Regions from separate parts of the Anas platyrhynchos genome. Here regions 2 and 3 are each linked to region 1. The links are chromatin contacts, called in public Hi-C maps. All regions are on one chromosome and are shown on one strand. The core of a region is the stretch at or near the end of the contact, and the rest is flanking DNA. Distances in the headings are between cores, read along the strand shown.

The links. Hi-C and Micro-C count contacts between places; a contact is called where the count stands out from the background.
Region 2: a Hi-C map of skeletal muscle shows a contact between it and region 1, with 2.3 times the contacts expected there. The contact joins the promoter of CDK6 here to the enhancer-like site in region 1. A contact is called at or near these places in 5 of 8 Hi-C or Micro-C datasets (F1 follicle, F5 follicle, skeletal muscle and 1 more).
Region 3: a Hi-C map of liver shows a contact between it and region 1, with 2.6 times the contacts expected there. The contact joins two enhancer-like sites. A contact is called at or near these places in 3 of 8 Hi-C or Micro-C datasets (liver, skeletal muscle and subcutaneous adipose tissue).

The regions. Positions count from the first base shown.
Region 1 is chr2:135,182,598-135,185,199 of IASCAAS_PekinDuck_T2T, forward strand. CDK6 (cyclin dependent kinase 6) reads left to right here. Exons shown (of 8, transcript XM_027450782.3): 7 at 2,273-2,408. Among named protein-coding and RNA genes, the nearest start is that of FAM133B, 22 kb to the right of the region's middle. Within about 2 kb of position 1,309, at least 4 of the 8 cell types and tissues checked have an H3K27ac peak or open chromatin away from gene starts, as enhancers often do. A contact at or near this core is called in F1 follicle, where this site is marked.
Region 2 is chr2:135,059,033-135,061,634 of IASCAAS_PekinDuck_T2T, forward strand. It overlaps CDK6 (cyclin dependent kinase 6), which reads left to right and starts at 1,309. Exons shown (of 8, transcript XM_027450782.3): 1 at 1,309-1,633.
Region 3 is chr2:135,089,289-135,091,890 of IASCAAS_PekinDuck_T2T, forward strand. CDK6 (cyclin dependent kinase 6) reads left to right here. Exons shown (of 8, transcript XM_027450782.3): 3 at 559-694. Among named protein-coding and RNA genes, the nearest start is that of CDK6, 30 kb to the left of the region's middle. Within about 2 kb of position 1,278, at least 1 of the 8 cell types and tissues checked has an H3K27ac peak or open chromatin away from gene starts, as enhancers often do.

The sequences.
Region 1 (2,602 bases), core at 59-2,558:
AATTTTAGAATAAATTCCTTATTACACGTTTATTTAAAGAGAAAGTTTGCTTTTGTTTCTTTTTGTGCAGTTCTCCTTAAATAGTTCAAAAGTCTCTTGCTTGGGTTTGGGGGTGAGGGGGGGGTATGCTAAATAGTGTTTATTTTGTGTTTTCACAGCTGGAGAACCCCCTACAGTTAGGCATAGTTCTTCTTGTAGGAGGATTGTTTCTTTCTACAGTAGTGAGTCATTCTCCAGACTAATTTGGACAGAAAGTAGTTTCAGGATTTTCATGCATGCTGGACTGATGTATTCTTTCAGATAATCGGGCTGTGGTCTACCTTTGTTTTACATGTGCGTTCTGATCTGCGTCAGGTAAAATTCCACTGCGTTTGAGGGTAAATCCCTAGGAGGTGGCCCAAAACAATTTCCTGCTTTTCCAGGACACCGTCAGCGTGTGGGATGTCCTCACAGATTTCAGGGTAAATGCCGCAATGGTGTGAGCAGACTTGTCTCTCATTGTGATCAATGGGAGTGGAAAGTACTCAGCATTTCTCAAGACCAGGCCTGAACCTTTGGCAGGAGGTGAAACTCATCCAAGATACTCCCAAACTTAGTCACTGAAATGGTAGTGCTACCAGACCAGAGTGAGGGCATCTACTCAGACATTCATTATTAAGAGTTTTGAATACTACGTGAGTGTGTAACTAAAAATATCTTTCCTTTCCACTCTTGGTCTTCTCCACCCTACCTGCCTGACAGGCTGCCTCCTCATTTCTTTTTGTTAGTTTTGCCTGTGCTTATTCTGCCCTCTTCACGCTCTCTCATGCAAACATTAAAAAAATGGGACTAACCAAACACTTTTGAATGGCAGGCTAAATGTCACGGTTATTTAAAATATTTAACTCCCCCATCCTCTTATGGTGCTATTTGTGTTACATTTAATACAGGTTCAGATCCTTGAACAGCTAATCACATAGCTTTAACCACTGTGGCAAAGAGCATTGCCCCATACTCCTGACATACCTGTGGTTATAAAAAATAATAATAATTTAATTTTTCGTACAGTTTTAACTCATCTTTTCCCAAGAGTTGTGGTGTTTTCTGATGTACTAAAGTGAAATTGTCCTGAGATTTTAATTGCTTTGCCCTTCTAGTCATGCAGTGTTGTTTGTTTTTGTTTTTTTTTAGCTGAGCCAAATTACAATCTAAAACCTATGTAGACAGAGGTGTAATTCTACCAAATTCAGTGAGGTAACATACGACTTACATCAAAGTTTTTGACCCTAGGCTTCACCCAGTCTTACCAGCCTCAGTAAGAAGAAAGGTCAATGCTGCTCCCTAGTGGCATTGGGCTTAGTGCAGACCCAAGTATTTATGGTTCCTTCTCCTCTTACCCTGTCAGCATTTCAACTAAAAATCTCAACTTTACAGGCTGTAAAGATTGATTTTCCATAAAATCTGACAAGTACTGTGTGGTCTTTTCTATAATTTCCATCAGAAATTGGCATTTCACCACTACAAACATTAAAATCAAACTAAAACATGAAATGTATGTGACATGATCCAACATTAGAGGTTTACCTACTATTTCATTTATTTGGGTTTTGCAATCTTAGCATACTTATTTAATGAGTTTAAATACCTTCTATAGTTTAAAGTAATAAAGACAGAAATTATAAAAATAAATTCAAATATTTTATTAAAGGGTAAAAAACAACTAAAATACAATGGAAAGTAAAGATATAAAGAACTAGAGTCCTGTGCCACTTCTGAACTGAGACTTTGAAACCTGTATTGTGAAGCAAATAAATTGTTTAACTTTAGGCAACAATTCCTGCACATAGCTTTGAAGCATTATGAAACATCCCTTTTATTGCCTTACCCTCATCTTGACCCATACTCTTCTCTCAATCCCTATTCTTGTGAATAAAGGTCCTTGCATGCAATTCCCCTTTGAAACTTACTGCTTTTAATCATCCTGGAGTGACATATGTTGCACCATCCAGTCAAGAGCTGAGCAAATTTCTTCCAAAGCACTCAGTCTTTTTTCAACAAAAAGACTCATAAAATTGAGACCTAGGCCAGAAAACTGTGCTGGCCACAGAATGATTTCTACATTGAAGGCCTACACTCATCACCCTCTATTCACAGTGATCAGTGCCTTACTGTACAACTAATCTCATTTAAACCAAAAGACTTACTCATAAAGTAAACTGCTACTCAGTATATTCAATACAAAGGGAAGACTGTGTAAATGTCCAGAGCTGACATTATGTTTTGCCTTTCACAGTGTAATTGGACTCCCAGAAGAAGAGGACTGGCCTAATGATGTTGCCCTTCCAAGAAATGCTTTCGCTTCCAGACCTGCACAACCTATTGAAAAATTTGTACCAGATATTGATGAACTGGGCAAAGACTTGCTTCTCGTGAGTTTCCGTTTGTTGTTCTCCAAACCACATGATTGATAGCCACATGCCAAGAAACATTTATATTTCCATTTAATGAGCTTATTAAAGAAAAACTCAAAAGCAGGTAGGCAAATTCATGTAAATCTATGAAACATCAGTACAAAGACACCACCTTTGACTCATGAGGTGTCAAAAGTAGGAATAGTTGGAGG
Region 2 (2,602 bases), core at 59-2,558, 120 kb before region 1:
TTTTTACTTTCTCTGTCTCTAAACCATACAATGTACGATACTAAGCCCTCAACATATACTTTTGAGTTACAAACCCACTTAGTGAAATTACGTTTCCCACTGCAAGAGGCGATGTGGCTCGCTCTCTCCCAGTTAAACCCCCATAAGGGCTGGCTCCGCAGCTGGGGGACGGCCACCCCTGAGGTCCCGAGAAGGATGTGCAGGGAGGTACCAGCCGGGAATTAGGCTCCCCACATGTGCTTTCAGCCCGAGACCCCCCCATGCAGACGGAGTAGACTGGCATCTGTTTTGTGATTTGATTTTTTTTTTTTTATTTCCTGCGGTGAATTGCACTATTTGTAGGAAGCAGCTCCGCACAAAGCTCCCCGCAGCAGAGCCGGCGGCGTGCTCGGGGCCCCCCCGCCGCCCCCTGCCCCGGCGTCTCCGGGGCCAAGGACCTCGCCTCGGCGGGCGGCGAGGGCGGGGGGGAACTTGTCGTGGTGCTTCCCGAAAGCATTCGTGGCTGCTGCTTTCCTTTCCTAGCCCCGTGAATAAAATAAAAACATAAATATATATATATATATATATATATATATATAAAATCGGGTTTTTCCCCGGGAAAAAAAAAATAAAAAGGTTATTCTCGGGAAGGAGTGGGAGGCACACAAAAAAAAAAAAAAAAAGCCACCGGGAAGGGTGGCTTTCCCAGCGCCTCGGAGACCGAGGAGCGAGAGGGAGGCACCGAGCGGTGCCGCGCAGCGCCGAGCACGGCGGGGCCGGGCCGGGACCCCCCGGGGCGCCTCGCTCGGGGCCGGGCCCGGCCGCGGCGCTCGCGGCGACCCTTGCGGTATGCGGCCGCCTTTGGCAGAGGCACATGAAGGATTTCATTGAGTGTGAAGACAGAGAGCAGAGACAGAAAGCAGAAGGAGGCGGCTGCAGCCTTTGTAGTCGGGGAGGAATGCGGAAATGTTGAAGCACTATGTCAAACTTTTTTTGAAACGGGGTCAAGTCACATTCAGCCAGCGTGGGAAAGCAAGGGAAAAAAAAAAAAAAAAAAAAAAAAAAAAAAGTTGAGGAGAGGGGAAAGAAAAAAAAAAAAAAAAAAAAAAAAAGCAAGCTGCCGCTATGCTCGCAGGCTGAGCAGAGGCCGGCAGAGCGAGCGGGGCGAGCAGCGCAGCCGGGGCACGGCAGCCCGAGGCCGGTGCCCGAGCCCCGCGGCGGGGCGGCTGCGGGCGCGTCGCAGCAGCGGCGGCGGCTCCCCGGGGGCCGCCGGCCGCGTTTATTTTTTTAATTTTTTTTTCTTCCTTTTTTTTTTTTTTTTTTTTTTTTTTTTTTTTTTTTTTCTTTTCGTCGGCGTTTTCGTTTTCCCCGGGCAGCGTGGGGGCGGGAGGAGAGGGCTGGGGGACGAGTGGGAGCTGCCTTCTGCGCCAAGGTGCAGCCCGGCGGCGGCGGGAGGATGCGAGCCGAGGGCGGCCGGGCGGCGGAGCAGCAGCAGCAGCAGCAGCAACACCAGCAGCAGCAGCAGCAGGAGCAGCAGCAGCAGCAGCAGCTACCTGTGTGGCCCGGGCGGCCGCTGCCGGGACCTGCCGGAGACATCGCCATGTGAAGGGGCAGACCCCGGGCCGGCTCTCCACCCCGCCTCGCTCAATGGGAGGTTTGTTTTAGGGAGGACTCACCCCCTCCCTCCCCAGCCCCCCCTCCTCCAACCCCCCCCCAACAAGGGCTGAGGATTATTTGGGGAGCTGGTGGCGGTGGAGGCGGCCGTAGCGCACAGCAGGTAACGCGGGGCGCCCATGTGCTCCGCACAGCCGGCCCGGCGCCCCGGCCCCCACGCCGCGCCCCCCCTCGCCCCCCCACGGACGCCTCCTTTCGGGGGCCGGGGGTCGCCAAACCCCCTCTGTCCCCCCCCAGGGGGCCGGTGTGGGGGGCCGGCGGGGACGGGGGGCTGCCCACCCGGGGAGCCGGGGTTGGGGGGGGTCCCCTTGTCGCCCCCCCGAGAAGCGCAGAGCTATGCCCTGGGGGGGGGAGAAGCGTGGGGACGCGGCTCCCCCGCGTGTCCCCGCCGCGTGTGGGGGGCGGCCGCGGAGGGCGAGCTGCGTGTCGCGGCCGGGGGGTGCGGAGCAGGGGAAGGGGCTGAGGCGGGGGGCGCCCCCCGTGGTGCCCGGGGTGGTGGTGGGGACACACGAGCGGTAATTTTGCAGCGGGCTCCGTGGCCGCCCGGAGCCAGGCCCGCCGCCCCCGCGGCCACGCACACGCGCGACGCGGTGCCCGCCGCCGGGGGGCGCCTCGTGGCGGCGGCGGGGCGAGGCTGGGCCGGGGCCGGGGGCCGGGGGTCGCGGGCAGGTGTCCCCCCGCCGGGGGGCAGCGCCCGGGGAGCGGGGGTGCTGCGGAGGCTGCGGGGCAGGGCACGCCGCAGGGTGCAGTGGAGGGCACGGGGGGGGGGGGGGGGGGGGGCTGTCCTGGGTTAGTGCTCGGTGGCTTCTGAAAGGTGGGAGATGAGCGTGAAGGTGAAAAAAGTGGTGAAAATAGCTGTAGGTTCAAGGTAGGGGATGCCCGGCTGAGGTGTCTGGGGGGCTTTGAGCCTAGCACGGTACAATACGGTGTAGGGGAGGGTTACAGCCCC
Region 3 (2,602 bases), core at 28-2,527, 93 kb before region 1:
CTGTATCCTGACTCTGAAGGTATTCCTTGCTTCTGAAAACTTACAGTAGTCAACACAAAAATTCTGTTTCCACCAAAGAAGATTTACTTCTGAACAGAGGTAAAGGTGAACATGATAGTGATGTGGAAAGAAAATCAAGGTGCATGTAAGCACCCTGTATCTTTTTTTCTTCTCCTCAGAAATGTTACTCATACTGGTTTTTGAAAAGCCATGTGGTTGATGCAGGATAGACTGTGGATAAATATCAAGTCATTTTCTGTGTTAACTTCAGTTGCTCTGTCAACAAAATATTTTCTTTTCATGTAATTATTTTACTTTGATGAACTGATGATTCTTACTACTTAATCCTATTTTAGAATACACACATGAAAGAGAGAGATGATATTATCAATGTATCAATAGTTATCTGATGAATCAAGAGCTCTTTGCTCTACCTTTGGAAAGTATTTTTTTTTCATTCTCTATGCTATAAGAAATTTAAATAGACCTTTGTGACCTGCAAGGTATGTCTATACTGGTTCCTTATACTTACCTCCTCTTTTCTTTGTCTTCTCTCAGGTTGTTTGATGTGTGCACCGTGTCACGAACAGACAGAGAGACCAAGTTAACATTGGTGTTTGAACATGTGGACCAAGACTTGACTACTTACTTGGATAAAGTTCCAGAGCCTGGAGTGCCTACTGAAACTATAAAGGTATTTCAGAAGAAAGATGCTGGATACTCTTTCAGAAAATATAAGATAGGAAGGACACAGAAATAAATCATAAAGACCTTACTCAGGCAAACTGCATTTTAGTGGTGTAGGATTTTATCATACCAAAAGTGAGTAAAACCCAGCCTGGGACATGAGTTGCAATGCAGCAATCTGTATTCACTAACTGAAGTATTCTCTTTGTAGTAATGTTGTACTTGTTTTTTTCTCTTTTAGATTTTTAAATCCCCTGACTCTCTCCCATTTTACTGCAGTCCTACCAAATGTAGCATCTCAAATCATTAAGAATGATCTTTGCTCACAGCTATGGGCAGATCATTGCATTACTGTTTAGTCCAATACTGCTTTAACTTTCCCTAGAAGGTGGCTGATAGAGTGCTGGATATTGCTAGAATTAATAAGATAAATTCTGTGCTCCTACTCCATTCTCTTTGCTTTCTGTTTCCCCAAGACAGTCCTTCCCTTGCATGTCCCTCTGACTAGAAAGGTATCTATACATCTAAGAGCAGGAGATGTTCACCATCGACTTGCTGGGAGGGTGCTTGAGCTCATTCTCTGCAGAGGACAGAGGAAGTGCTCAAGGAAGGGGGTAGCATGACCAGTTGTAGAAAACAGAAAGTCTCTCAGGAACTGGAAACATGGTCACAAAGTTTTCCATCATGTCATCTCATACTCTGCATCTGTAAGGGAGAACCTCTTCCCAAGATAGGAAGTGCTTGTATTACTGGTACTAACGCATGTATTCCAGCTCCTCTCCTGGGAATTTCACAGTGAAGTGCTACACCAAGGATCATAGCTTGAAATGTTTGACAAAATGTTTAGGCCTGGAAAAAGAAGCAGAGGGATTGACGTTCCTACATTTTGATTACCTACCTAACAATTCTTTTGATTTTTCTTTTTCATGATGAGAGCTAATTTATGCTTTCAGAGAAGGATTGCCTTGCATTTGTATAAGTACTTTCTGGAGGTATGTTGTGTCTTCTTAGTCTGGCAAAAGTCCTGGGGGAGGAAAAGACAAGAAAAGAAAACATAAAAACCTATCTGAAATTTAGTTGTTTTAATATTTTTTGTTAACAGCTTCAAACTTAGGAGTTGTTTGATCTTTCTGTAAAAAATGAGACATAACACTGATAAAGATCTTTTAACTTGTATCAAAGTCACAAATGTATAACATCAGCCAGTTCCAGCAACTTTATTTTTTAAGCCACCCTGAGTGGATACAAAAAAAAATTTTTTTTGAAAAAATGGATACAACCTATATTCAGTCCTAGCAGAAGACTGGAATGTACCTCTTGCATTTGAAGGGCTCTTTTATGTTAACACTTCTAGGGTTCTACAGCCTCCTAGGGCTTTGATGGAAGGAATCTGTATATCAAAGTACCTAACATGGTAACAATAACATAAAAGGTAACTGACATCCTGTCTTACTAAATATATTAAAATAGATGGGAAATAAATGACCAAGCCTCTGAAATTTCTTTGAAATATCTTCCAAGCTATGTTTCACGTGAAGCGATCAGAAGAGGTGAGCACTGGATTGAAATGCTTCCAATTTTCTAAAATCCCATTTTAAATTCACACTAGTAGATTGTAATATGTATGCACAAATGTGCATTTCATGGCAGTTCTATGCTTGTGAAGGAAAGTGTTGGTTTTACTTTGGAAAATCAAATGTTATTCTGTTGTTGTGTCATTTCTTGAATTATGTTTAGGACAGGAATTTAAAAAGAGATCCAGTTGAATTAAATTGGACCTTGTTACTTTACTATTTATGTACCTTATCCTGAAAACACACAGTTTATGGAGGTACTTTTGCTGATAGTCTCTGAGGATTGATGACATGAGGGAAGTTCTCAGGACTTATTCCTAATGCGTTTCGATACCTTTCTA